Regions from separate parts of the Sus scrofa genome. Here regions 1, 2, 3, 4, 5 and 7 are each linked to region 6. A link is a contact called in public Hi-C, HiChIP or PLAC-seq and promoter capture Hi-C data. All regions are on one chromosome and are shown on one strand. Each heading gives the region's core, a stretch centred on a gene start, on an enhancer-like site or on the middle of the called end of the contact. The rest is flanking DNA. Distances are from core to core; before and after follow the strand shown. Region 1 holds the start of LIAS (lipoic acid synthetase). Region 2 overlaps SMIM14 (small integral membrane protein 14). Region 3 holds the start of CHRNA9 (cholinergic receptor nicotinic alpha 9 subunit). Region 4 holds the start of RFC1 (replication factor C subunit 1). Region 5 holds the start of SMIM14 (small integral membrane protein 14). Region 6 holds the start of PDS5A (a long non-coding RNA gene). Region 7 holds the start of UGDH (UDP-glucose 6-dehydrogenase).

Region 1 (3,738 bases), core at 322-2,821, 440 kb before region 6:
TCTGCTGCACCACTATGATCCTTACAAAACAATCAAGAAAAATAAACCCAATTTCTAACAGTATTAAGGCCTGCTATTTAATAAATATTACCAGTACTGAGGTTTATAACCCAGTTTACTTTGGTTTTCCAATTTCACTAAAGCACCGACAACAAAAAAAAAAACTAGTTACAATTTTGGACACTAAATTATAAGATAAAACATTGAACCTCAATTCCATAATTTCTCAAAAGTTTTTATTTCTTCTATTATGGTTGACTTACAACATTCCATCAACTTCTGCTTTAAAGTCACTCATTCATACATATAAATATTCATTCCTTTTCTCACATTATCCTCCTTCATGTTCCATCACAAGTGACTGTAGTTCCCTATGCTGTACAGCAGGATCTCATTGCTTATCCACTCCAAATGCAATGTTTGCATCTACTAACCCCAAACTCCCAGTCCATCCCACTCCCTCCGCCTAGACTAGAACAGACTAGAACCAATAGTCTGTTCCCCAAGTCCAAGAGTTTCTTTTCTGTAGGTAAATTCTTTGGTGCTGTTAGACTCCAGAGAAAAAATTATCCATCAAATGGTATGTCTTTCTCTAACGTACCTCACTTGGTATGAGTCTCTATTCCATCCATGTTGCTGCTCAATTCTGTAGTTTTTAAAACAACTTGATATTCTTAAATTACAACTTTCCAAACAAACTGAGGTGATTAAACAAAACTCACCCTCTTCTTTTTCTTTCCAAGGAGACTGAGTTCTACATTGATGTGGTTGAAGTCCCTCCTCAGAGTGCCTCTGGGGCCCTTCACAATGACTGTGCGTCCTTTTAGTGTGATGTCGACTATGAAAGAAACATACTCGTGAGGCATCGAAACAAATTAGAACGCACGCAGTAAAAACATATGAAAAAAGCAAGCACCAAGTCTCCTACCATTTTCTGGAATGTCGACAGTCTGATTGCTGAGAATGGTCTTCATTCTGAAACACAAACACTTGGGTAAGAAGGTCGCACAGGATTTGTTTTGGGCCGAACTACCTTGCACAGAACTCCACTCCTACCAGAGACCGGCAGGCAAAAATCTCGGGGAGGATACAGAGGACTAATCCCGGAAACGGCCCCAGCTGCGCCTTGGCTTGGAAGGAGCAGCTCCTAAACAGTTATTAAAAACCCAGCGGGCGAACTCCCGGTCAGCGCAGCTCTGGGAAGTCCTATCAAGTCGGCGCCATCCCGGCAAGGCTGAAGGGCGGCAGTAGGCCTAAAAGCCCAATACAAGGCTCGAACCCCATCGCCACCAGACTCATATGACGCTCGCCGCGCAGGGAGACAAACAAGACACGGTTTCCGAGGGCCACACCCGCACCTCTGGCTTTCCCAAAGCCGATGCCTTCAGATTCCCAAGGCCCACCGAATACAGAATCCACCTTACCTCGCAGTAGATGCGGCAAAGAGAGAGCGTCTTTCGTCATCACGCTTTTGTAGTACGTAAGGGTCCTGCGTATGGCGTCATAAGCGCGCGACACCACGAGGCTAAAGCAGCCAATCGTAGAGCAGCGCAGGTTCCACCGGGTCAGTGTTGGCTCAGGTTGTTTGTCATAAGTGGAGCGACGGTGTGTCCTTCTCTTTTCCCGGGAATTAGTGATTGTTCCTCCCTGCCAGAAAAAAAAAGTGCAGGATGGCTCTACGCTGCCGGGGCGCCGTCCGCACTGTATGCCCCCGGGTGAGCGGCGGGGCGAAAAGGGAGCGGGCGTGGGGTGGGGGTTCCCATCCCTGAAAGTGCCCGATAATGCCAGCGCTTACCCGGCGTTTACTTCTAGCCAGGTACTGTTCTAAACATTTTTCGTATAGCGTCTCATTTAATTCTGACATGGTCATGAAGTTAAGACCTGATACTGGTTTTTTTGTAAGTCTGTGGCCCGCGCTCTGAGACCTTTTTTCCTGCTATCAATGCAATGATTTGTACTCTTGTATTTATTGGAGCACTATAGAAGCGCTGCAATGAAACTCCAAATTACTACTTGGTGTTGGTGTCTCCTGTGTACTAGACACCACTTTGGGCGATTAAAACCCAAGTCTGTGCTCCAGGCTTGAGCGAGAGACCTGGGCAAGTACAGTAGCTATCGTGCAGCATCCTAATAGGCACTCTTTTTTTTTTTTTTTTTTTTTTTTAATAGTTGAAGGTTCTTTTGCTTTAACAGTACTACCTCTTGAATTTTATGGTGTTTTGTCTGTCTTGTACATGTATGTGTTCAAATCTAGAAACCGATGGCTTCTTATGGTCAACAAATACATGAGTGACTTCCTTGTTCACACACAGTATAACCAAGAAAATTAAAACATTAGGTTTAGTTTCCCTTCTTCCACTTCTCTGAAATCAGCTGAGAACTACCTCCGTGTTTTAGCAGGTATTCTTATTCAAGCCCAAAGCAGAGAGATTAATTTCAAATTTCATTTAAACATACTTGACTCAAGTCAGGAATAGAAAATTCAAAGCTGTAGCTCCCATTCTCCTTTGGGTTTGGTTTGTTCTCCTTGGGTCATCTTTAATTTCAGATTCTGAGCTCCTTACATTGAGCTCGTAAATAGATTAACATAATTTCTGAATCAGTTCTGTGGCTTTACCCATCCTTTTAGGTATTAAACGAGTTTAATACTAAGTTATTCCAAAGCCCCCTAAATAAATGTCACAATGAACTCTTTCTGTAGGTATTTGGAAGATATTTATGCAGTCCAGTCAGAGCAATAAGTTCCTTGCCAGATAAAAAAAAGGAATTTTTACAGAATGGACCAGACCTTCAAGATTTTCTATCTGGTGATCTTGCAGACAAGAGCACCTGGGATGACTATAAAGGAAACCTAAAACGCCAGAAAGGAGAAAGGTAATTGAAATTTTGAGGTAATTTTAATGTCCTATTCCTTCATTGTGCATTATTTTCTGATATTACCAAGCCATAGGGTATATTTTTAATCAGACTTATTTGATTTAAAATTATTTAAAAACCATTAGAAAGAAGTGAAAGCAGACATGGAGCAGGTAAATGGGTGAAATTGTTGGAGTACTTTTCTTCGTGCCCTCTGACAGTTTTTCTCCAACATTCTTAGGACTTAGCCATCCTACACCCTCTCCAATTTGCCATCTAGCAACCAGTTTCTTCTGAGAGCAAAGATAATCACCTTGCTACTACTCCATTAGATTTTAATAAGTTTTTCGTTGTTACAGGACGTTGATGATCTAGCTTGTTGCTTCTCCTAGTCAGTGTACATGTGATCTATGGATAATTTAAAAGAATGGTGAGAAAGTTTGTGATGAAGCAGGTTAAGTTGCAGAAATTGCAGCAAGGGTTCAGTCCCTGATCTGGGAACTTTCACATGCAATGGGTGCATCCAAAAGTAAATAAATAAATGAATGAGGCATGATTTATCCAAAAAAGGTATGAATGAAAATTCTAGGAGTTCTCTTGTGGCTCAATAGGTTAAGAACCTGACATAGTGTCCATGAGGATGCGGGTTTGATCCCTGGCCTCACTCCGTGGGTTAAGGATCCAGCATTGCTGCAAGCTGCAGCATAGGTCACAGATGCATCTTGGATCTGGTGTTGCCGTAGCTGTGGCATAGGCCAGCAGCTGCAGCTCCTATTCGACCCCTAGCCCTGAAATTTCCATATGTCACAGGTGCAGTTATAAAAAAAAAAAATTCTATTTAAAAAAAAGTGGGGTGGTCGTTCCTGCTATGGCTCAGTGGGT
Region 2 (4,027 bases), core at 655-3,154, 360 kb before region 6:
AAAGGGGACAAAGTCAAGCAAAGAGCTGAGCTATTCCAAAAGCAGAATGGCTAGGAACCTAGACTTGGTTCCAATCCAACCACTTCCCCGGAAACAACATACACAGGACTGGGGTCACCAAAATTGCATTGCTTATCACACAATGAATCAGCATCTCCCCACCTTTATATCCATATCCTTTCCTTTCTTTGTTCCCTCCTATTATATTAAATGTGCCTCCCTTAACTAAAGACCAGTTTCGGAGTTCCCATCGTGGCGCAGTGGTTAACGAATCCGACTAGGAACCATGAGGTTGCGGGTTCGGTCCCTGCCCTTGCTCAGTGGGTTAACGATCCGGTGTTGCCCTGAGCTGTGGTGTAGGTTGCAGACGCGGCTCGGATCCTGTGTTGCTGTGGCTCTGGCGTAGGCCGGTGGCTACAGCTCCGATTCAACCCCTAGCCTTGGAACCTCCATATGCTGCGGGAGCGGCCCAAGAAATAGCAACAACAACAACAACAAAAGACAAAAAGACAAAAGACAAAAAAATAAATAAATAAATAAAGACCAGTTTCTTCACTTAAGCTTTGGATCCCACAGCTCTCACAGGAATCTATCCATTATCCTCTCTCTACTGTATCACAGAATCATTTAAATGTGATAAAGTTTCCACCATCTTTGGGAAAAAAAAAAAAAAGCCCTCCCTCAACCTCATTCTCTGTCCAGCTGCTATCAAAGCTGAGAGTGATCTACATTTATACTTACACTTCACTACCTCCCACTCACTGTTCAGGTTGGCATCCACCTCCATCAACATCCAAAGAGCTCTTTAAAAGGTCACCTATGACATCTCCATGCTGCTAAGCCTAATCGGTAATTTTAGTCCTCATTTTCTTTTCTTTTTCCTTTTTTTTTTTTTTTGGTCTTTTCTGGGGGCGCCCCCACGACATATGGAGGTTCCCAGGCTAGGGGTCTAATCAGAGCTGTAGCCAACGGCCTACACCACAGCCACAGCAACCTCAGGATCCAAGCCGTGTCTGCAACCTACACCAAAGCTCACAGCAACACCAGATCCTTAACCCACTGAGAGAGGCCAGGGATAGAACCCTCATGGTTCCTAGTCAGATTTGTTAACCACTGAGCCACGACAGGAACTCCCAGTCCTCATTTTCCATGACCATTCTCCCCCCACCCAACCCCCTTTTATTTTTGGCCACACCTGCGGCATGTGGAAATTCCTGGACCAGGGATCCAACTTGCAACAGAGTGGCGACTCAAGCCACTGAGGTGACAACGCCCGACCCTTAACCATCAGGCCACAAGAGAACTTAGGTCCCTTACTTTTTGATATTCTTCCTAAGTAAGATTGTGATGCTTCAGAGAGTTAAACTTCAAATAACAAATTTACTAATGCATATTTCTAGACAGAGCAACCCTGATAAAATGCGCACTCTGTTTTAAGACTTTCATAGTGATGACTCCTAGTTCCCTATAACTGTCTCCTAGCCTGGTTCCTACTGCAGCCTTTCCTTCTTTCATACTGCTGCCAAAAAAGTCTGCTTAAAACACTGCTCTTGGAGTTCCCGTCGTGGTGTAGTGGTTAACGAATCCGACTAGGAACCATGAGGTTGCGGGTTCGGTCCCTGCCCTTGCTCAGTGGGTTGACGAGCCGGCATTGCCGTGAGCTGTGGTGTAGGTTGCAGACGCGGCTCGGATCCCGCGTTGCTGTGGCTCTGGCGTAGGCCAGTGGCTACAGCTCCGATTCGACCCCTAGCCTGGGAACCTCCATATGCCATGGGAGCGGCCCAAAGAAATAGCAAAAAGACAACCCCCCCAAAAAAAAACCAAAAAACCACTGCTCTTAACACATCTCTGACTAACCGTGTGACTCATTACTGGCTATTGCTCAACTCTGAACCCTTCAGCCTGGCCTTTCCTCATCTGATCTAGCTCTACTCATCAATATTACCTCTTAGCATTTCTCTGAAAAAGCATCCTCTGTTCCAATCAACCCCATGCCTTCTTGCTTCTTTAGCCAAGGGTTCCCGGGCCTGTCTGCCCATCAGAATAGCCTGTGACAATATCAGCACCACAGTATCTAAGGCCCTGCCTCCTATCATCCAATTCAGGAGCAGCTCAAGGGTGGCGTCAGGAACCAACAATATTTTTTAAGGCTTTCTAAATGAATCTGATGCAATAGTTCGATGCTAGTTTGGCCGACAGCATGTGCCAGCTCTGCCAACTCAGTCCTTCTGTCTGGCAGGGAAAAATTACAACTAACCTCCATTTATTTAACTATATCCTACGACCCTCTCTCTTCTGTTTAAAAAAAAAAACAACAACAACAAAAAAACCTCCATTTGCTCCACCCACTCTTTCCTTTCTTCTGAAACTAGTATAGCATATTTACTTATTTATTTACCTGTTTATCTTTTATATTTATTTGTCTTTTTATGGCTGCACCTGAGGCATATGGAAGGTATCAAATGGAATATTCACAATGAAGTTAATTAACTTGGCTGGACACCAGGAAGATGAAAAAGAGGGAAGCTCTAAGGGTTGACAGATCCTGAGGGATAATTTCTACAAACTTATATAGGTTTCCAGAGAAGTAGAAACGGAAGAGCAGTGAAAGTGGACAATGCACCAGGAGGCTTTAACCCTGTAATTTTAGGGTTGTTAACAGTAATTACAATATCCTCAGAACATCTACCAATCTTTAGATTTACTTCACAATTAAATTAGCAATAAAGCTAGTTTCCATACAGCTCTTAATCTGAAAGACAGTCTTGCAGAAGAGTTCTATGCGGCTCTAGAGAACAAAACTGGGGGTGAATATCCCAATGAAGTGGACTATAGATCAATATAAAGAATGATGTAGTAATGAGATCTGCTGACAGATTGATACTAGATTCTGCTACCACATGAAGCAGAGTGCTCCACAGTCTATAAAATCATCTCGAATACATGGAGCACACCATGGCAGGCACAATGGGTACTGTGATATTGGGATATAGTAAAAAATACATATTTCGTTTTCATTCTTCTGGTTCCTGGCTTCATACTGCTAAAACACTTAGAATTTCCTGAGTGATATGGGTGAGGAGAATGTGAAGTTTTTTGTTACCCATAATAAACCCCCATTCAACCATAAGTGAGTTACGCTAATGAGGTGACTCTCAGTGGGTCCCCTAGAAAGCTTCAGGGTGGGGACTGGTTGCCAGAGTCTGACCAAGGGTTAGAACTTTGAGTTCTGCTCCTCAACCTCCAGGGCGAGTAGAGGAGCTGGAGATCGAGTTATTCACCAAGGGCCAATGACTGGAACCGATGGAATGGAACTGTCACAAAAATCCTAAATAATGGGGTTCACAGAGCTTCCTGGCAGGTAAACACATGAAGAGCTGGGAGGGTGGCACACCCCGGGAAAACAGGGCTAAGCTGTTCCCCTTCCCTCATACCTTGCTCTACACATCTCTTCTATTTGGCTGTTTCTGAATTGTATCCTTTATAATATACTGAAAATAGTAATTACACTGTTTTCCTGAGCGCTGTGAGCCATCCTTGCAAATTACTGAAAAAGAGTAGGGGGTTGTGTAGACTCCTGATTAATATATTTTATGAAAACAGCATAAGCTCATTGGTAATAATTTAGAATTCACAGAAAAGTAATCATATCACTCAGAGGAAACAACTGCTTAAACCATTTAAAGACATGACTGTCAGAAAGGATTTCCACCAAATGCTAAAAGAACTGGGACAGCCAAACCCAAAAAAAAAAAAACAAAAACAGGCAGGAAGAGGGGAACTGACCAACAGAATTAAAGTACTATTCAAGCTCTAGAGTTTTGCCTTTATATTTGGATTAAAGAAGTGAAATTTCACTCACAGAAATAAGAATATATTTAGTTTACAGGTGGGGCTGGCTCAAAGGTCACAAAAACCACAAATATAATAAACACTTGTTTTCCATAAGGCGTTCAACAAGATTACTTTCAACTAGAAGAACAGGTTTTAGCTTTTACTGCTGAGGCAAAAATTTGAGCTACTTACC
Region 3 (3,906 bases), core at 226-2,725, 310 kb after region 6:
GACTGAAATTTTATATAGTAGCATTCAAAAGCAAAGGGATAGCATCCTTAGTAATATCATTAGTTATGAGTCATTATCTGCTGATTTGGTTAGCTTTTGACTTTTTTTTTTTTTTTTTGTCTTTTTGCCATTTCTAGGGCTGCTCCTGTGGCATATGGAGGTTCCAGGCTAGGGGTCGAATCAGAGCTGTAGCCACCTGCCTATGCCACATCCACAGCAGTGCAGGATCCGAGCCGCATCTTCCGCCTACAGCAGAGCTCACGGCAATGCCAGATCCTTAACCCACTGAGTGAGGCCAGGATCGAACCCGCAACCTCATGGTTCCCTGTCGGATTCGCTAATCACTGAGCCACGACAGGAACTCCGACTTTTTTTTTTTAAACAACTAGTAAACCTTGGATAACTTGGTAAATACAGAAATTCTGTATCTACAAAGCTGGTCAGAGATAAAAATGACTAACCTTTGCGTAGTGCTGTACCATTTGCAAAGTGCTTCTTTATACACTATCCCAATAGTTCTGGGAGAACACTATTTATAGAATGTCTCTAATATCCTATTATTATTGATAGTATAGAGAGTATTATTTTCCAGTCTCTAGCTCAGGAAAGCTCAGTATTCTAGAGCGAGGCAGTGTTTGGGCTGGCGTTCAAACCCAGGTCTTCCACTCCTAATCCAAATCACAGTGCTGCTGCTGCTTCTGAAGAGAAAGGATGCTCTCCTCTTATCCAACTCCCACCCCCACCCTCACCTCCCACCTCCTCCCACAGCCACTCACACTCATTACTATACAAGATCAGTGCCCAGTGGGACAACTGAGGAAGTGATGAGAAGCGGAGGGCAGAGAAGACACCCAAATGTCAGTCTGTTCTGCAGATCGTGGAACTGCTCTTCTTTCCCTCTTCAAATGCCACTCAAAGCACATAGAGCCTAGGAGTTCCCGTCGTGGCTCCGTGAAAATGAATCTGACTAGTATCCATGAGGATGCAGGTTAGATCCCTGGTCTTGCTCAGTGGGTTAAGGATCTGACGTTGCTCTGGCTGTGGTGGAGGCCAGCAGCTATATCTCCGATTTGACCCCTAGCCTGGGAACCTCCATATGTCACGGGTTTTGCCTAAAAAGACCAACAAAAAAAGGCACATAGAGCCTTTCCGGACTGCTGCCCCATGCCTGGGTCAGTTCAACTTTCCTTAGTGTCCAGACTCAGGCAGAATCTTCTCATTGTGGGTATAGACATCTGCTCAGATGGGATCTTGCGGGGGTTGGGGGGAAGGCTCCTACTTATCTTCCATTCAAAGTTTGGTCTGGATGTCCCTGCCAGTGGTAGCTAGGGACCTTCAACTGGGACGGCCCCCCCCCAGAGCAGCACCACCTGACCTAACCCGCTTGGGACTCCTGGCATCTCAGCTGCGGGAGCTGCCAGTCTCGGATTACCGAGGGGAGGATCTCGGGACCTTGGGCTGTCTGTGGGCTGCAAGCCCAAGCTCTCCATCTGCTGCGTGGACAGTGGCAGATTGGGTTTGCTGTGCCCAGATCCTTCCCATTCACAAAGCGAAGTAGAAGACTGTGCTGGGAATTTATACAGGCTTAGGGAAAAGATGAACTGGCCCCATTCCTGCATCTCCTTTTGCTGGATTTACTTTGCTGCCTCCAGACTGGGAGGTAAGAGGCTGGTGGATGTGTAACCATCTTGGCTCATCTGGGGCCACGTCTTTGGTGGGATGTGGGATGAGCTGGGAAACAGAACAAATGATCTAGCTACGAGGAAGTAATCTGCCTTCTTACTGACTTGTGCTGCTCCTGGTAGGGCGTGCCAGGAAAATGACTCCTATGCACCCAGAGCTTGTCCCAATCTGTTGCTGGGTCATTCACATTGCTGGTCCTCGGTCTGTTGTTCTTTGCCTTGAAATACACATGACCCCGAAAGTTGATCCGGGTCCCTCTTTTCAAGCAGCCGTAGACACAGCAGATGGAAAATATGCTCAGAAGTTGTTTAACGACCTTTTTGAAGATTATTCCAATGCTCTTCGTCCAGTAGAGGATACAGATAAAGTCCTGAATGTCACGCTCCAGATTACACTTTCTCAGATTAAGGATATGGTGAGTAATATGTCGTGGTGACTCTTTGGAATGTTTAGAATGAAGCTACCAGTGCTTTCCAAAGGGAATGTTTTAGCTGGGAATTTAAGAGGGAATGAGAACAAATTGTTCTTTGCGCAATCCAGTGGGAGAAGGAGACTCTAGGAAAAGAAAGCTTCCTGCAAAATTAATTTCACTAAATGTTGCCATTAACATTAGCAGACTTGGATCATCTAAAGAAAGGTGGTGTTACACATGGCAGGTTCCGTTTCTACAAAATGTGCAAAATCGGCAAAACCATAGAGACAGAAAGCAGAGTAGTAGTTGCCAGGGGCTGTGGGATGACAGGGAATAGTGATTGCTTGATGGTCATAGGGTTTCTTTTGGGGGTTATCAATGTTCTGGAGTTACAGAGTGGTGATGGTTGCACAACCTCGTGAATAAACTGCAAGCCACTGAATGATACGTGTTAAAATGGTTAAATTAGTGAGTTTCATGTACTGCATATTTTATCCCAATTTAAAAAGAAAGGTGGTGTTTTAAGAGGACATACCTTATTTAGTGCATATGTGTGTTTAATTTAATTCTTCTCTACGCTGTAGATATTTCTTGACTTTTTCATTCACGTGAATATCAGTTGATCAATTTTCAGAGCTATTTGGGCTGTTGATCCATGCAAAGATCTGATGATTTAAATGTTTGTCCACTTTTCATTCGGAACACTGAATCAAGCAGGAAAAAACATGGCCTTGGTGGTCAATCAAGGGGATAGACTGGGAAAACTCTTACTTATTTATAGGAACTAGGTTAGCCCTCTTGAATTCCTATTTTGAAGGCAGGTGTTCTAGAGACAGTGTGTTGGGTTGAGGAGTCTGTTGGACAAAGTTAAATCCAGGTTAATTGTGCAGGATGAAAGAAACCAAATTCTGACTGCCTATTTATGGATCCGCCAAATCTGGCATGACGCATATCTCACGTGGGATAGAGACATGTATGATGGACTGGACTCCATCAGGATCCCCAGCGACCTGGTGTGGAGGCCGGATATTGTCCTGTATAACAAGTAAGTACAGGTTTCTCAGGAATGAACTCGTTGATGTAACAGCATGTAAGCACCATGAAAGGGGAATGTTCAAAACGTGCACGAAGCCAGTTCATATTCCTAGGCCCTGCGTGGTGGTCTTAAAACCTCAGATAGTGAAACAGTAGGACATAAAACCGTAGAGTTACAGTCCCCTTTTCAGGTGAGAAGCTGTATTAGAAGTTTTCTGGGGCTCTTGGAACAAAGTACCACAAACAGGGTGGCTTAACCAGCAGCGATGTACTGTCTCACAGTTCTGGGAGCTAGAAGTGCAAAACAAAGATGCAGGTGAGGTTGGTTCCTTCTGGGACTTTGAGGAGGACTCTGTTCTGTGTCTCTCCGCTAGCTTCACAGGCGGTTGCTGCAGTCTTTGGTTCCTTGACTTGCAGAAGCATCACCCTAATCTCTACCTTCTTCTTCACATAGCATCCTCCCTGGGTGGGCTCTGTCTCCACATTTTCCCTTGTATGAGGAGACAGTCATATAAGATTAGGTGCCCATCTGACATCACTATGATCTCTTTTTATCCTTTTACATCTACAATGACCCTATTCCAGGTAAGGTCCCATTCTGAAGTGCCCGGGGCCAGGATTTCAATATGTGAACTTTTTCGAGACACAATTCAACCCATAATAGGGTGTTCCCTTGTCTGGGATCATGTGTCAATAATCCATGATACTACTAAGATTAAGTCCGAATGGGCCCACTAGAAGCTGGCCTATGGATTTTGGACTTTGTATGGAGAGGA
Region 4 (4,121 bases), core at 104-2,603, 500 kb before region 6:
TTTATTACTTCTATCACAAATTGAACTCTAAACGCTTCCTTTACCATCTGTAACACTGGATTGCTGTGAGGTTTAAATGAGAAAAGGTATGTAAAGTAAAGGGCTCACATATTGACCTGAAGAAGACACCTGTTACAAAGTAGCTATTATTATCTTATCCTTCTTTGAGAAGAAATAAAAAAGGGCTGTAAGGTTTCCCAATTTGGCATAAAATTACACACACACACATACAGCCCATAACAATGACATTATAAGAAATAAGCTGAAAAACTACTGAAAAAATTATATCTGATTATTAGGTAGATTCTGACTTAATGGACCATCATAAATTGACCTTTAAAATAAAATACTTCAAACACACACCTGTATCTATTGCCATTCCAGTATGAACATGTTTGGAAGGCTGCATAATTATTTCACTATTTAAACACCGAGGGGTGTTTTGGGGGTTTTTAATTTTTTATTAAAGAATAGTTGGTTTAAAATGGTGTGTTAGTGAGGGTTTTTTTTAAGAGTATTGTTAACATCAGATGCTAAGTGATGACAGCCGTCAAATGCAGTACAGCTGTTTCTACTAGCTGTTTTCTTTTCTCCGGGGAAACCGTGTTATCCCTTTGATTTCTGCGAACTCCTCCAAACAAAATAAAACATCCTCCTGATGCCCTTGATCTCAAAAGAGCTCTGTGATGAGCGTTTCACCGAGCTGTTAATGACGAAAGTCGAAGGCCCGAGACAACTTATTCATTAGAAAGGAAAGTTTGTAACATTCTTCTCCTTCGTAACCCAAAACTTGGAATTAACGCTTTAGGCAGGACTCAAACCAAGGTCCGAGGCAACGCTAAACAGGAAAAGCAACTTAACCGCTGAGCCCTCAAAATCACCTTTATTACTCCCTTCCTCCCTTCCCCCAAGAATGGAAAAAAGTTAAACTGACGCGCAGCACCACGAGCCCTGCGCGCCGGCTGCGGCCGGGAGCTGAAGCCGCGGTCCAAGGAAAGGCGTGAGACCCGTGCCAAGTTTGTGGCCCCTTCCCTGCCTTCGCACTCCTCCGGAGCCTCGCATCACGATCCTCCCCAATCCTCCATGCCACTAGTGCCCGGTCCACACCCAACCTGCAAACTCTCCCCAACCCCCGAGCCGTACAGCCTCCCACGGGGGCTCACCATCACAGCCCACGGACGAAGGCGCTGGCGTGCAGGCTGGCCGGCTGGGGAATCCGTTACCGGAGCTCGGGATCCATTGGCGCCAACAACTTCTCCCGCGAAGTGGAAGGAGGTCGAGGCAGCGGCGCCCGGTGATGACGTCAGGAGGCGCGCAGCGTCCTCTCGGGCCAGGCCGGGGGCGGGAGGCAGGCGTAGCTACGTGGGCCCAGGTGCCGCCCCTGAGGCCGGCTGGGCCAGCGCGCTCCGGAACCCAGATCCACTCTCAGATTTGCGCCTTCGGCTTTTGGCCGCGGCGGTCAGATCGCGAAGTTACGAGATTGATTACCTCGGAAGGCGGGCAGATCCTCCGGGTTACCCATCTGGAAGGATGCATGCCCTCCTTAGTAGCTTTAAAATGTTTCTATTACCAGCCGCAGTAAGATGCTGATTTTAGATGTACGTTCACATATTAATTTTAATATCTATTCTGGAATAAGAATTCCACCAAACAGTATTTACCTTTTTTTTTTTTTTTTTTTTTTAGTGTTTGAGCAACTAAATTTGGTTTTTCGCCTACTTATAAGTTTTGAAAACTACCTTTAGGACAGTTTTATGTGTGTAATTCCAAAGCGAAAGAGACTAGTAAAGTAGGTATTACCACCCACTCCACTTTATATGAAAAATGTAAGGCTCAAACAAGCTGTGGGGCCTAGCTGGGCTTCTAGGCGTTCAGATTCCCAAACCTGCGCTGCTGAGTCCCTCAAAGGGGTGTATGTGTGAAGCTAAGGCATCAACAAGGTACATCTCCATAGAACAATGATGCTGAAAACTTTGGAGTAAACAAGTTTTATATTAATAGATAAGCAATTGAATTGTGGAACAGAATGTTGCATTTGCATTCAATTTTAAGTGAATATGTGAAACCTTAGGAGTGCAATGGGCAGAGCAATATCTCCAGTTTTGGCCCTGGACTTTCAAATCCTTATCCACCCACCCGCCCACCTCTTGTTCTCTCCTGCATTTTATCACACCCATATTTCTACTATGAAAGATACCAGAGCCTTCTGAAATACAGAAGCTAAGCATGGAGCACTCATATGTATTAAACAAACACCATAATATGTGCTAAGAATGTGGCTATGGACTGTCCCAGTCTTACTCATCTAATACCCACAATAATACTGGCTGCTGTTGTTATCCGCTATTTACAAAGGAGTAAAGGGATACTGGGGAACAGGGCCGCATTGCATGGGACCCTCTGAAGCCAATATGCTAGACGGTAAGCAAGTTAATATGCCTCAGTTTCCTCAACTGTAAAATAAGATAATAGTACTATGTTCTTCATTGGGTTATTATGAAACTGTTCCTGGCACACAGCTGATAGTAATCTTTTTTATTTAAGTCAGCTGTTATCACTATTATTTTTATATGAGGCTAAGTATTATCAAGGCAGATAATTCCAAAAATGAATTTATCTACTCCATAATTTTGCTTAGGGAAATACTTGATTGGGAAGGAGGGAGTCATTAGTCATTAGATCTTTGAGAAATCAATAAAAACTATGAACCTATCTCCCAGAAAAATGTACACAGCAGACACATCATATAAAGAACCTTAAGAACCTAAACCAATTTACAATGTTCATTGTGTTGTCAGTAAGCGAATAAGATGTATATTAAAAGGTTTGCGTATCTTTTACATTATACTACTTTAAACTTTTGCATTTGTTTTTTAGTATTTTGAAGCCTTCCTTGAATTTAGGTGAGACTTAAGTCAGAAGACTGTAATTTCCAGAAAGATACTGAACTGAATTTGTTGGATTGTTTTCTTTAGGAACATTTACTTGGACATTATCTCAGAAATGTAGCAGATGAGGAGATCTCTCCTGGCGCAGCTGGTTAAGGATCCCGTGTTGTCACTGCAGCAGCTTGAGTCACTCCTCTGGCACCAGTTCAATCCCTGGCCCAGGAACTTCCCTCTATCATCAGTGCAGCCAAAAAAGGAAAAAGAAAATGTACAGAATTAAAAACGGTGTATAGGAGCTCCCATTGTGGATCAGCAATAATGAACCTGACTAGTATCCATGAGGACGTGGTTTCGATACCTGGCCCTGATCAGTGGGTTAAGCATTGCTGTGAGCTGTGGTATAGGCTGGCAGCTGCAACTCCAATTAGATCCCTAGCCTGGGACCTTCCATATGCTGTGGGTGAGGCCCTAAAAAGACAAAAAATAAAAATAAAAATAGCCATACATGTTTTGACACTCCTCCCAAATATGGGCTGGCCTGTGACTGGTTTGAGCAAAGAATATGGTGGAAATGATGCTATGGTGGCCCCAAATGTAAACTTTAAGAGGACTAGCAGCTCCTGTCTTGGACTCTGGAGCCCTGAGCCACCACATAAAACAGAAGGGGCCAGCCAAGTACAGGCTTACAGCCATCTCTACCAGGAACCAAGCTTGTAAGTAAAACAATCTTGGACCCACCATACCAGCTGCTGGTGGAATTCCACTAAGTGACCCCAGGCACCACTACATAGAACAGGAAAATCACCTAGTCAAGGTTTGCCTAAATTCTCTGACCCAAAGTACTAAAAATGATAATAAAATTATTTTATTATTTAAAAACATATAATAAAATGTTTATAAAATAAAATGTTATGTTTATTTAAAATATAATGAAATTATTGTTTTTTTAAGGTACTAAGTTTGGAGGTAGCTTGTTTAAAGTAATAGATAACCAGAACAGAAATAGTTTAAAGAACCCAAAGGGTAACCAAGAAATAAGCATGAATGGAATATTTATGCTTATTTTCTCCACTGTGGTGATTTTTTATTGCTGTATCATTCAACAAATATTTATTGAGCATCTACTGTGTGTTGGCACTTTTTATGTGCATGCTGGGAAACCATAGTATACAAGACTGATGGTCCCAGCTTCCTAGAGTTTATATTTTTGAAGAAAAGAGAAAAGTAAGTAAG
Region 5 (3,894 bases), core at 504-3,003, 290 kb before region 6:
ATAAGCAAAATATTGAGTTATAGGTTAGCATAAAAGTCAAAAAAAGAACTTCAAGAAAACATAATTCATTTGTTTAAATCAGCAGGATTCCAACCTTGGTACTAAGAAAAAAGATCTCAGCTGCACACACAGAAGGAAGAAATTTGTTATGAAGAGGTCCATTCTAGACCACACAAGGGTACTCACAAGGATACTTACAAGGGTATCCTTCAAGTGAGTAGTCTAAATTCCTAAGAACTCTTTCTAAATTTGCTAAGTTGCAATGGATTGGCACATAGTTCTGCTTTTCTATTTTGCCACCTGCTAAAGAAACACCTCAATTAATGAGTTCGCTGGGGGTGGGGGGGGAATGTTCCTGTTTTTAAAACTAAGTTAGGACAAAAAGGAGGTTTGGTTTTCTGGTCTCCTTCATGCTTTGAAAGGAGACGGGGAGGGTGGCAGGGCTCGAAGCAGGCTACACCAGAGGAATCTGCTTGGCTGGTCATCTGGAGTGGAAAGGAACACAAGCTTTCTGCCAGCTCAACAGACTGGACGGCGAGAATGCCTAAGGGTCTCAAGGCTGCACCTGAAAGGTCATACGCTGTCCAAGTTACTGTATGCACAGCAGCTTTTGACATGAATACAAAAACTGGACGGTCTCTTCAAACACAGGTATTGCATGAAGCTCATCCGACTTTCTCTACCCAAAGCCAAGACATTTTTTTAAGGCCACATCTTCGATTTTGCAAACTAGGACAACTGAAAACATCCTGACTCTCTACAGCTAACAAACATCATCTTGGCTGAAATCGTTAACACATACAGTAACAGCCACTTTGGAAAACGGGCTTTAAACGCAACATAGGACTTCAGGTACTCCAGTAACCAGTTTATCGCACTTTATCTGTTCCAGTAAAGGGTGCTACCTCTTTATGTCAGCTCTGGTTCCACTTACTGAACAGAAAAAAGGAATCCTTGAAATTCACAACACAATAAGGGCCAAAAGCACCCGCTTTCTGGATGGCAGCTTTCTTGTCTCATCAATCACAACAAAGAATGCAACCTAGTGACTTCATCAAAACCGGCAAAAGCTAAGGAACAGAGGTAAATGATACAGCGTGGATTTCAGGGTTTGTGGGGTTTTCTTTCCAGCTACGACTCTCTCTCCTTTTTTACTCCATTATACGCCTCCACCCGAGTTCACTGCTTGCCCTAAAAATAAAACCACCCGTGGCTACCGTCCACTTCCCTGCCAAGTCCCGACTCTGGTTTCCTGCAGAGAAAGCCAAATTTCAGGCTCTCCGCCTCGCTCTCCGTCGGGGGACGCGGGCTCGGCAGCAGCGGGTTTCTCCCGGTGCAGAGTCGCCGGCCCCGCCGAGGAACCACCGAGCCGGAGAAGCAGCTTTGCTTAGCCGCAGCCGCCGCAGTCCGCGAAAACCTGAGGAGCCCCCAAGAAACACCGGGGTGAGGGGAAGATGGGCCAGCAAACGGCGGTGGGAGAAAGGGGAGACACTCACCCGCCCAGACAACAACCGACGGGGCGGGGAGGATGGGGGCCGGGACCAAGCCTCGGCAGAAAGACCGCCTGGAGCTTCCGGAACGCTGCGGCTGCTCGGGCCGCCGCTGCTGCCGCTGCTCCTGACCGCCGGCTTCCTCCCCTCCTCTGTTTTGATTCGATTGACCACGTCACTCTTAGCCACGAGACCCGGATCTGCCGGCTCCCGCGGACGTCGGCGCAACAGATAGCAGCGCCTCCAGACCCCAGCGGCAGGCCTACTGAGCACGCGCGCGCCCCGCGCCTGCGCAGTGGGTCCGGAGAGGCGGAGCGGGAACAAGCTTTGCGCTGTTCGTGGGGGCGCTAGGCGCGGGTGTTGCAGTTCCGGCTGGGAGGGGTGGGGCCGAGCGTTATGAGGTGGAGGGGCGAAGCCCCACGTCTGCTGTAGCAGCCGGCGTGGCATCTGTTTCGTCTGATGTGGACAATGTCCTCTGCTGTGTGTCTCCCTTTGCCTAACCTGATGGCTTTCCTGGGCAGGAGTGTTTAGCGGGAGTAGTGGTAGGCGTTGGCGCAAGTTGATGTCTGCTGAGACATGTGGAGATTGTTTTGGCTCTCTCAGGCCAGGTGAAAATTGAAGATAGGGATTTAGTCTTATGTACAAAAGTATGTCAAACGTGGCATTTACCCCCTTTACTCTCCCTAACATTGCACTCGGAAAGCTGGCTAAAATTCAGTTCAAGGGGAGTATTAAAAGGAATATATGATGGATGGAGCGATAGTGGCGAACCTGGAGGAGAGCGCTGTTGTTAGGCAGTCAGCTCAAACCTTTTTTGCTTTGACTTTACGGATTGAAATAAGGATACTATTTGTGGTGTAAGAACCGCACTTCTTTTTAAACCAAATTAGTGCTTCCTTCTTTCCAGTTCTGGCCTTTTCAGTCTCCCCACTAAACCACTGGGGCCCAAGAAATTTCCCAATTTGGCAAAACTTAGGGCTACTCTGTTTTCTTAGTCCCATGAGTAGACAGACCTTAAAACAGGACCAGGAGGAAAATGAAAGTGTGAGTTCCGAACGAAGATTTCACAAAGGTGCCTATTTGCCTAGCCTGTGGGAGAGGTGAAAGCTGAAGGAAACTGTAGACTTCACTGAGTCAACCTTTTCAGCTAACCTGGACTTATATCTCAGTATTTGGTTAATCATCTCAACTAGCTGAGTCACCTTCAGCAAATTATTATAATCTGCAAGAGCTTTTTAATTAAAGGGGACGTCGAATGCAGGCAAAGGTTTCTAGAAAATGAAAGGTTTTTGGTAAAACCGAAAGTGTTTCCTAGGTAATTAACACTTAACAGATAGAAGTCAAGCTTCTTGGCCCTTACTCTGCAGTCTTGAACTCTGTTTACTCAAATTAAGAGGGTTTGAAGTAGACTCTAGTACCCTAGTGAAGTTCATGGGCTGACCTTGTAATAGAGGGTCTTTAATCTGTGGAACTTTAATTTGTGGAATAGAAAGTCTTGTATGCATCCATGTGCATATAAGTGTTTGAAAATACAGCTGCGTTTAAGAGAACAGTATGGTACAAAACCGAACTGGCACAGGATATCACAAAATTATCAGTACTTGCTTTATAAAGTAAATTACAGGGGAGTTCCGGTTGCGGCTTATCTGGGTAAAAACCTGACAGAGTGTCCATGAGAATTCAGGTTCCATTCCTGGCCTCTTTTTGTAGGTTAAGAATCTGGCATTGCCACAAGTTGTGGTGTAGGTCGCAGATGCAGCTCCGATCTGGCGTTGCTGTGGCTGTGGTGTAAACTGGCAGCTCTTAGCCTGGGAATTTCCATAGGCTCCAGGTGCAGCCATAAAAAGAAAAAAATTTAAAAACTTTAAAAATTAGGATTTCCCATCATGGTGCAGCGGAAACAAATCCGACTAGGAACCATGAGGTTGCAGGTTCGATCCCTGGCCTTGCTCAGTGGGTTAAAGATCCGGCGTTGCCGTGGGCTGTGGTGTAGTTTGCAGATTCGGCTGGGATCTGGCGTGGCTGTGGCCTACGCCTGCAGCAACAGCTCCGATTAGACCCCTAGCCTGCGGGTCCGGCCCTAAAAAGACAAAAAAAAAAAAAAAAAAGAACTTTAAAAATAAATTACAGGAAAATCAGTTAGGATCTTTGGTAACTACTAGCTTCCAAGATAACCCCCAGTGATTCCTGGCTCTGGAAATATAGACTCCTCCAGCCCTTTGAAAAAGGGCTATTCTGACTTGTAGAATATAGCTAAAGGTATGTGACTTCTAAGGCTAGGTCATAAAGGCACTGATTGAAACTTTCAACCTCATTCTCTTGTATTGCTTGCTTTGGAGAAAGCTAGGCTCCATGCTACTCTACTTAAGCAGATCTATGAAGAGGCCCAGGAAAAGAGGAACAA
Region 6 (3,790 bases), core at 713-3,212:
TGAAAAGTCAGTACTTCTGTCAAAGTTTAAGCATACTATATACATATTTAAGCTTCTGGATATTAGAAAAATTTTAAAGTGCCTTTTGTGCTTAAATCGGTACCCTCAGAAGTTAATGAAAACCTTCCTAGGTAAATCACTGCCTACTTTTAAGTTGCAAGCTACTTTGAATAGTAGTCATAAATATTTCCAGGAAAAACTTTAAAAACTGTAAGAACTCTTATACTTGAAAAACGGTAAGATTAAAAAAGGTCACACACACACACCCGTTAATTTCCCATCATGCTTATGCCCCTAACAGAAATTATTCAAAGATACAGCCAAGATAGAACAATACTTTTCGCAGGGCGTAAAAGAGAAGACATAAAATACGTAAAAAGCATGGTAGGTGAAACTCTGAAAGGCCAGGCCTTGCAGAGCAGTAACACCACAGGCGGCTCAAGTGTGACCATTCCATCCCAAAGCTTACCTTCAGTCGTTTGATCATTTCGTCGGTGGTAATCTTGTCGGTGATCTCCTTTACCCCCGGAGGGTAAGCGATCTTCCCATCGGCACTCACGACGCCACAGAGGGCTGTGGCAGGCTTGGGCTGCGCGGTGAAGTCCATCCTGGGGGACAACTTTTCTTTCACAGTCCTCTACCGGCCTCTATCGGTCAGAAAACAAAAGTTCAGCGGGAAAGGGGCGACTTTGTAACCTCTTTTTTCATTTCAAAAATCTCTAATCTGCAAAGGGCCTTTTCTCCCGGGAGGCCGGGGACTCGGCGGCGGCCCCGCCACCCGCTCCTTCCCGGGGCCTGAACCTTGGCGGCCGCCGCGCCGCCCCCACCCACCCGGGCCCCGCCAACCCCGGGCTCCCGGGGATCCCTGGCACCGGCGGCCGCGGCCGCGGGAAGCGCCGAGCACCGCCAGGAGTTTCCCATTCCGCCGTTCACAATGAAATCCACCCCCGTGCATCGAGGTCCGAAGTTTGGCGGCCTTGAGAGCGTGCCGAGGCCTCCAAGGCCCCCGCTCGGTCAGAGACGAGCCTCGAGTCCCCGCCCGGCCGGTCCCCTCCGGGGAAGGAGACGCGAGGCCTATAGGGCTCGGCTTAGGCCGCAAAACTAGGGACCCAACCGGACCCGCACGCAACGGCGGCTCCTGGGAACGAACGCCCTCGCCGGGCCGAGCTCCGGGACCCCCGGCGTCCCCGCCACGCTCCCACCCCTCCCGGGTCCCGCTCCCCCCACCCCCACTGCCGGAGGGGAAAACAAGCCGCCCTCCACCCCGAACCCCAAGGCAGGAAGCGGCTGACGCGGCTCCGCACTTCACATTTTGTTCCTTCAACTTCGGCTGAGGGACCCTGGCGTCTTCTCTCGCCCCCGGCCACTCGGCACCGTCCGAAGCCGCCAAGGCCTTACCGGCAGCTCCGGGCAGCCCCGCCGGGCCTTGGTCCCGCGGCTCCCCCCCACCCCCCCGCTCCGGTCTCCCCTTCCGTCCCCTCCCTCCACCAGCCGAGGGCGGGAGCCCAGCCGCCGCCGCCTTTACCTCCTCCTCATGCGGGCGGAAGGTGCATCGAGCGCCCGGGCCTCTGTCAGGTGGTTGCGCCGCCGCCCCTCTTCGGGCTGCACACAAAGCGGCTCCGCGGGTCCCGCCGCCGCCGCCGCCGCCCGCCCCGGAGCGGCGCTGGGGCTGGCGGTGCCGAGGAGGAGCAGTCGCCGCGGGGGGAGACGCGGGGCGAGTGTGCGCTGGGCGGGGAGACACTGCCGCTCTCCGTCTGGCCGAGGAAGAGCAGCCTCGGAGAAGGCTCTTCTGGGAGCGTGTGCGCGGGTGTCCGCCCCGGACCCCCACGGCCCACCCGCGCGCCCCTCGCGCCGGCCGGGTCCGCCGACCCGGACCCGGACGCCCCTTGCAGCGGCGCGCGCCCGGCCGTCGGTGCTCCTGGCAGCCGGCGCCTCGCGCACAGTGGCCGGTCACGCGAGCTGTGCGAGAGCACGCGAGAGCAGGGCGCGCGCCTCGCTCCCTCCCCTTCCTCCGCCGGCCCGAGCCTCCGCCTCCCTCGGGCCCGAAGCGGCCGCGCGCGAGGCAGACAGCGCCACCATCCGGTTGGCGCCAAGACCTGCCGCGCCGAGCGCCTCGGGGAGCACCCGGCCCAGAAGCGAGCAGGGGAGGAGCCCGGGTGGCGGGAAGCGAACGCGGCCCCAGCGGCCCTCAGAGGGCACGCAGGACGAACAGAACTTTGCATTATGCCTCGGAGATGGGTTCCGACTTTTAGGGGTCATCCTGAGGGACGTGGAGGGAAATGGTTGAAAAACGGTTAACTACTGAATGAAAATGAATTGATTTCCTCCCTAGGGACGGAAGATCTGCAAACTAAGGAAAAGTTTTGCAACATGGCACGAGGGACGTGGTCATGATCCAGTGGGCTGCTCATTCTTGTGCCTTCTGACAGCCACCAGAGTTTGCCCTCCCCTCTTTAGATATCTAAAATTAGTATTTTGAAAGCTGCAAAATATACAAATAACTCTGAGTCGAGCAGTCCTCAAAGAATGGTCTGAAAGGTAGGTTTCTGGACTCCACTCCAAACTCTGAGACTGGAATCCAGAAATAAGAATGTTTATAAATTAGATGGATATTTCTTGTTAATATATGAACTCAAAGAATACCTTTTTCCTTCAGCCAAAGGAAAACCCAATGCAGTGGTGTTTGAGCAGTTTAATGTAAAATTTGAAGCAGATGAACCTCAGGAGCACGTAGGTAATTTCCAAAGATGAAGTTGTAAAAAGAACACATAATACGAAATAGCATACAGCTCCCTGACCACTACCATAGTTTACAGTGAAATGCATTTAAATTGTTCATTTAAATTATTCTTGATGGATATCTATTGGTCTTTTCTATATCCTTTGCTTGATCTTAACAATATCGTAGGTACAGCCATCACTGAATATTTTTCAGGTATTACACAAAGGAGCAAACATCTTGGAATCTAACACACCACGGTTGCTGATTTGCTAGAACTCTGCCCTAAAGTCACTACTCATGGATTAAGGATCTGGCATTGTCGCTGCAGTGACCCTGCAGCACAGGTTTAATCCCTAGCCTGGGAATTTTCACATGCCACAGGGACAGCCAAAAAAAAGCTCCCCCAAACCCCACAAAAGTCAGTGCTTTATTCCTGGGCATTTAGAGTAGCAGGCAAAAGCTATTTAAGATCATCTTCATCCCAACTATTAAACTGACCAAAACCTACACTCTTTACAGTAGAAAATTGACAGAACACTGTAAACCAATTATAATGGGAAAAAAAACAAAAATCATTTAAAAAACCCTACACTCTTTGTAGTCTCTTTCTCTCAACTTGTGATTTTTTAAAAATCCATCACATTTAAATAACTATGATGCTTTTTTTATTCTTGCTCTAAATAATTTACCCATTATTAAACTGGTTTTGTATATACTCATAGATTTTAATTTTATACAACCTATTAATTACTTTGTTAATACTGTTTGATTTTATAAACACTCAAAAGCCTCAAAAGCCCTAAAGATTATAACACATAAATACATTGAATTTATATAATTCTAAATTCATTCTAGATTAATTCCATTCTTAATTCTAAAATTCCTGTTTTTACGTAAATATTTGTTTCCACTTAGTAAATGAGAAGAGAACATTCTTTTGTGCAACAGTTATTTAAAGACGGCCTACTGTTAGAGTTCCCTCTGTGGCACAGCAGAAACAAATCTAACTAGGAACCATGAGGTTTCAGGTTCAATCACTGGCCTCTCTCAGTGGGTTAAGGATCCGGT
Region 7 (3,663 bases), core at 18-2,517, 370 kb before region 6:
GAACTCCATGAAGACATCCTTTCAATCAGGGTTCTCGACCACTTACCTTACTAGATGCTAGGCACTGACAAACACATCTCAGAGCAGACAGTAAGCTCTTTCATTTCCAGAACTGCCCCCTGCACCTCCCAAGGAACAGACCAGACTACTGTTGCCCATTTCTTAGGGGATTTGAAGAATCTCAAAGAGTCACTGTGTCTTTGAGAGCAGTCAATGAACAGCTACTCCTCTGTATATCTCTGAAAAGTTCACTACTAGTGAATCCCTCTTTTCTACATACCAGAATTCTTGACCTTACTCAGTTATTTTCCTATATATAAAGAGGTACACAGTTTTTCAAGGTCCCACACAAACCTGATATCCCAAGAAAGGCCTTCCCTAACATGAAACAAAGCCATTACACGGTGTGGCGGCCAACAATAGATCCCAGGGCAGCCCATATGAATGTCTTAGGATTTCGTCCTCGAAAGGACTCTGGTTCTTTTTCTCTTTACTCTCTTAAGAAGGGCAGCCGGTGACATGAGGAAAGCAGCATCCTAACCTGTGAGCAGACTATAGACACAAACAAAAGACTAGGATTCTGAGACCAAAATGGGGTCCCTAACCAGAGGACCGCTTTTTTTTTTGGCGGATGTTTGGCTTTCAGAGGCGCCAGGGAAATCTCATTTATTTTACGTCGGAAAGTAGGAGAAAGCAGAAAAAGAGGCGGTTGGAAGACTCAAGAGTCTTAAATAAAAAGCCCAAGATATCCCTCCTCCAGAGCAGCAGATCCAAAAGACGATTCCCGCCCAGAACCCAAAAGAAGAGACGAGGGTCGTGACACTGGACGCTCGGGACTGGAAACAGCACGCACACCCTGCCGGCTCCTTCCACACCCCTCCCCGACCCGGGGACATCCCCACCGGGCGGTGGGGCCAGCCCGGGAAAGGCGCTTACCCACTTCCAAGCACCAAGCACGGCGACCGCTCCTATCTTGACCGCTCGGACAGCTCCTCGCTCTGGGCCGCGCAGCCGCAGCTGCAGCACTCGCGCCCTGCTCGGTCTGATCCCTGTTCACCGCACACCCCTCTCAGGCTGCCAGACGCCTCACCCCGAGTGCCCAGCCGGAGCCCGTATTTAAAGGCTTCCACCGGAGAAGGCGGAGGCTTCATTCCCCGGCAGCCAGGCCCTCCCGGACTCTGCCCTCCGCCGCATCCTTACTCCCCCTACCGCCACGTTAGGCCCGGGACCCACCCCTATTTCCTGCGGGGCCCAGGGGCGGGGGACGGGGCGTGGCTAGTAGGGGCTGGGAGGGGGGCATTCCCCGCCCCCAGCCGAGCCTGGGCAAATCCCCTCGGACCAACTCAGCGGCGCCGCCCCTGCCGGGAGCGGCGCTGGGAGGAGCTGCGTGTGCGGCGGGTCGGCGCTCCAGGGCTACGGCCTCGGGAGAGTCTAGCTCAGGTTCTAGTTCCCGGGTAGTCTGAGGCCAGCTCTTGCCCTCCGGCCCCCGCTTCTCTCCCATTGTGCCTGTCCTGGCTCACTGTCGGGACTGAGATGGTGCCGCGTGCGCGCCAGGTCAGCCATATTCTGGAGCTGGGGGGGGTATTGGGCGGGCTGCGGCCCAAGGGGACCGGAAGGACCAGCCCCCTTTCCGGTCTCCCCATCAGCCTAGCGGGCCGGCCTGGTCTTTCGGGCCCCTAGACCCTGCGGGTCAGACGTATCCAGCGGCTTACTCCATCTCCACGCTTTACAGGCTCGTGGGTCTGCCGCACCCTCCAGGCCCGCCGCACCCTCCAGGCTCGCAGCCCAGGGTTTCGTCAGATTACGGCCTCCTCGCCCCTTCTGGGAAGGAGGCGCCTCATGTCTGAAGGATGATGCTGAATCCGATCATGACTGGACCAGTTCGTACCCTCGCCCTGATCCTTGGGTAGACAAGCGGGGCAGCCACGCCCTCCAGGCACATTTTTCCAGATACTCCTGCCAATTCGGGATTTGAGCTGTCTGTGCATGATATATAGCGGAGAGCATGGAAGATAGAAATGTCGCGTATGAGGAAGAGTAAAATTGACGCATGGAGCCTCCCACTTTTGGGGGGGAGATGGGGCGGCGGCTGGGGCATGTGTAAGTTCCCTGGCCAAGGATGGAAGCTGCGCCACAGCAGTGGCCCAAGCTGCTGCAGTGATAACTCTTGGTACTTAACCCCACTGTTCCATAAAAGAACTCTTGATGGAGCCTCCCACTTTTAATGAAAACAGTTCTGTTCCTGTTTCCCCACTCCAAGGTCATTTTAAACCTCAAATGTAAAAAAAGGCAGAACACTGTAAACCAACTATAATAGAAAAAATAAAAATCATTATAAGAATAAATAAATTTTAAAAATCATGACTTTTTCCCCCTCTCATTAAATTAGAAATTATATCAGAGTTCCCTGTGGTACAGTGGTTTAAGGAATCAGCAGCGTTATCACTGCAGCAGCTGGGGTCGCTGCTGTGACCCAGGTTCCATTCCTGGCCCTGGAACTTCCACAGGCCCCGGGCAGGGGCAAAAAAAAAAAATTACATCAAGTGATATACAGTCAAAGTCAAATACCATTTTGAAAAATGTCATGAGGAAAGTGGTTATCAGTATATAAAGGAGTATTAAAATACCCTATTTGGAATGTTGATTGAGCAGAGTTTGTTGTGGATTGTAGAAAATGTGATGAGATATGTAGGCATTGTACATTCTATGCAGTTAAATTAATTCATCCAATAAGTATTTAGTGCCTATTGTGTTAAACAGTACCCTAGAGACCAAAGATGAAAAACCGATTCCTTTTTCCAAAGCTGACAGGCTAGGGAGTTCCCGCCGTGGCTCAGTGGAAATGTACCTTTCTACCATCCATGAGGATTCAGGTTCAATCCCTGGCCTCGCTCAGTGGGTTAAGGATCCCGGCATTGCCAGGAGCACAGCGTAGGCCAGCAGCTACAGCTCTGATTTGACCCCTACCCTGGGAACCTCCATATGCCTCGGGTTCGGCCCTTAATAAAAAAAAAATAATAATAATAAAAGACAAAGCTTATGGGCTAGTGGGAGGGAAAAATGAACAAGTGATTGCAGTTCATGTGGCAAATGCTATAACAGATGTATCTTTTTGGACTTGGTATATGCATAGGTTTAAGTTTCCTATTATAATTGACTTTCTAATAAAAGCTACTTTTCTATTATTCTTCCCTTTATCTTTTTTCATTTTTAAAAATTTTATTGAAACCGTTCATTTACAATGTTGTCCCTCTTCCCTTTATCTTGGAATTGACATTTTTCTACCTAGTGTTTGCCTCATATTCTTTGTATTTTGATAATAATCATAATCTTCAAAACAGTCAACAGGATCTCAGACATTAAATCAGAATATCAATATTATCTAGAATGGACCTTTGGATATAGGACAACTTTTCTCAAAATGTGCTGACAGTCTCTGAGATCCTTTCGGGGGGATCCAGAAGGTTAAAACATTTTTATGATAATACTAGTATGTCACTATTTTCACTCATTCTCACAAGCATACAATGGAATTCTCCAAAGGCTGTATGACATGTAATGTTACAACAGGTCAATGCAGATACCATAGATTTACAAAAATGTAAAGCAATGCCAATCCTCTTGCTAATTTTCGGCTTAGAAGTAATTTTTCATAAAATATGC

The links. Promoter capture Hi-C pulls out the DNA fragments that hold promoters and counts their contacts. A called contact is a pair of places that touch in the nucleus more often than the background predicts. HiChIP or PLAC-seq counts read pairs in DNA pulled down with a chosen protein or histone mark.
Region 1: a contact with region 6 is called in a promoter capture Hi-C map of fetal skeletal muscle, with 3 times the contacts expected there. The contact joins the promoter of LIAS here to the promoter of PDS5A in region 6. A contact is called at or near these places in 3 of 5 promoter capture datasets (fetal liver, fetal skeletal muscle and liver), 12 of 47 Hi-C or Micro-C datasets (alveolar macrophages, embryonic fibroblasts, epiblast stem cells and 9 more) and 2 of 2 datasets of contacts at active chromatin or transcription factors (alveolar macrophages and skeletal muscle).
Region 2: a contact with region 6 is called in an H3K27ac HiChIP or PLAC-seq map of alveolar macrophages. The contact joins the enhancer-like site here to the promoter of PDS5A in region 6. A contact is called at or near these places in 1 of 5 promoter capture datasets (fetal liver), 5 of 47 Hi-C or Micro-C datasets (epiblast stem cells, mesenteric adipose tissue, omental adipose tissue and 2 more) and 1 of 2 datasets of contacts at active chromatin or transcription factors (alveolar macrophages).
Region 3: a Hi-C map of skeletal muscle shows a contact between it and region 6, with 4 times the contacts expected there. The contact joins the promoter of CHRNA9 here to the promoter of PDS5A in region 6. A contact is called at or near these places in 1 of 5 promoter capture datasets (fetal liver), 1 of 47 Hi-C or Micro-C datasets (skeletal muscle) and 1 of 2 datasets of contacts at active chromatin or transcription factors (alveolar macrophages).
Region 4: a promoter capture Hi-C map of fetal liver shows a contact between it and region 6, with 2.6 times the contacts expected there. The contact joins the promoter of RFC1 here to the promoter of PDS5A in region 6. A contact is called at or near these places in 1 of 5 promoter capture datasets (fetal liver) and 1 of 47 Hi-C or Micro-C datasets (skeletal muscle).
Region 5: a Hi-C map of embryonic fibroblasts shows a contact between it and region 6, with 2.6 times the contacts expected there. The contact joins the promoter of SMIM14 here to the promoter of PDS5A in region 6. A contact is called at or near these places in 1 of 5 promoter capture datasets (liver), 4 of 47 Hi-C or Micro-C datasets (embryonic fibroblasts, epiblast stem cells and skeletal muscle) and 1 of 2 datasets of contacts at active chromatin or transcription factors (alveolar macrophages).
Region 7: a Hi-C map of liver shows a contact between it and region 6, with 3 times the contacts expected there. The contact joins the promoter of UGDH here to the promoter of PDS5A in region 6. A contact is called at or near these places in 3 of 47 Hi-C or Micro-C datasets (heart right ventricle, liver and skeletal muscle) and 2 of 2 datasets of contacts at active chromatin or transcription factors (alveolar macrophages and skeletal muscle).

What each region holds. Positions count from the first base shown.
Region 1 is chr8:30,697,743-30,701,480 of Sscrofa11.1, forward strand. It overlaps LIAS (lipoic acid synthetase), which reads left to right and starts at 1,572. Exons shown (of 11, transcript NM_001243462.1): 1 at 1,572-1,715; 2 at 2,702-2,874. The coding sequence starts at 1,671. RPL9 (ribosomal protein L9) reads right to left here and starts at 1,447. Exons shown (of 8, transcript NM_001243481.1): 1 at 1,425-1,447; 2 at 929-975; 3 at 723-838. The coding sequence starts at 974.
Region 2 is chr8:30,773,722-30,777,748 of Sscrofa11.1, forward strand. All of the region lies in intron 3 of SMIM14 (small integral membrane protein 14), which reads right to left. Among named protein-coding and RNA genes, the nearest start is that of UGDH, 16 kb to the left of the region's middle. Within about 2 kb of position 1,905, at least 13 of the 83 cell types and tissues checked have an H3K27ac peak or open chromatin away from gene starts, as enhancers often do. A contact at or near this core is called in alveolar macrophages, mesenteric adipose tissue and retroperitoneal adipose tissue, where this site is marked.
Region 3 is chr8:31,441,568-31,445,473 of Sscrofa11.1, forward strand. It overlaps CHRNA9 (cholinergic receptor nicotinic alpha 9 subunit), which reads left to right and starts at 1,476. Exons shown (of 5, transcript NM_001244806.1): 1 at 1,476-1,660; 2 at 1,953-2,098; 3 at 2,986-3,140. The coding sequence starts at 1,597.
Region 4 is chr8:30,634,579-30,638,699 of Sscrofa11.1, forward strand. RFC1 (replication factor C subunit 1) reads right to left here and starts at 1,354. Exons shown (of 25, transcript XM_005666588.3): 1 at 1,164-1,354. The coding sequence starts at 1,166.
Region 5 is chr8:30,838,663-30,842,556 of Sscrofa11.1, forward strand. It overlaps SMIM14 (small integral membrane protein 14), which reads right to left and starts at 1,754. Exons shown (of 5, transcript XM_021101115.1): 1 at 1,497-1,754.
Region 6 is chr8:31,132,369-31,136,158 of Sscrofa11.1, forward strand. PDS5A (a long non-coding RNA gene) reads right to left here and starts at 1,963. Exons shown (of 33, transcript XR_002346613.1): 1 at 1,526-1,963; 2 at 470-647.
Region 7 is chr8:30,758,092-30,761,754 of Sscrofa11.1, forward strand. It overlaps UGDH (UDP-glucose 6-dehydrogenase), which reads right to left and starts at 1,268. Exons shown (of 12, transcript XM_003356899.5): 1 at 937-1,268. LOC110262078 (a long non-coding RNA gene) reads right to left here and starts at 1,554. Exons shown (of 1, transcript XR_002346605.1): 1 at 1,042-1,554.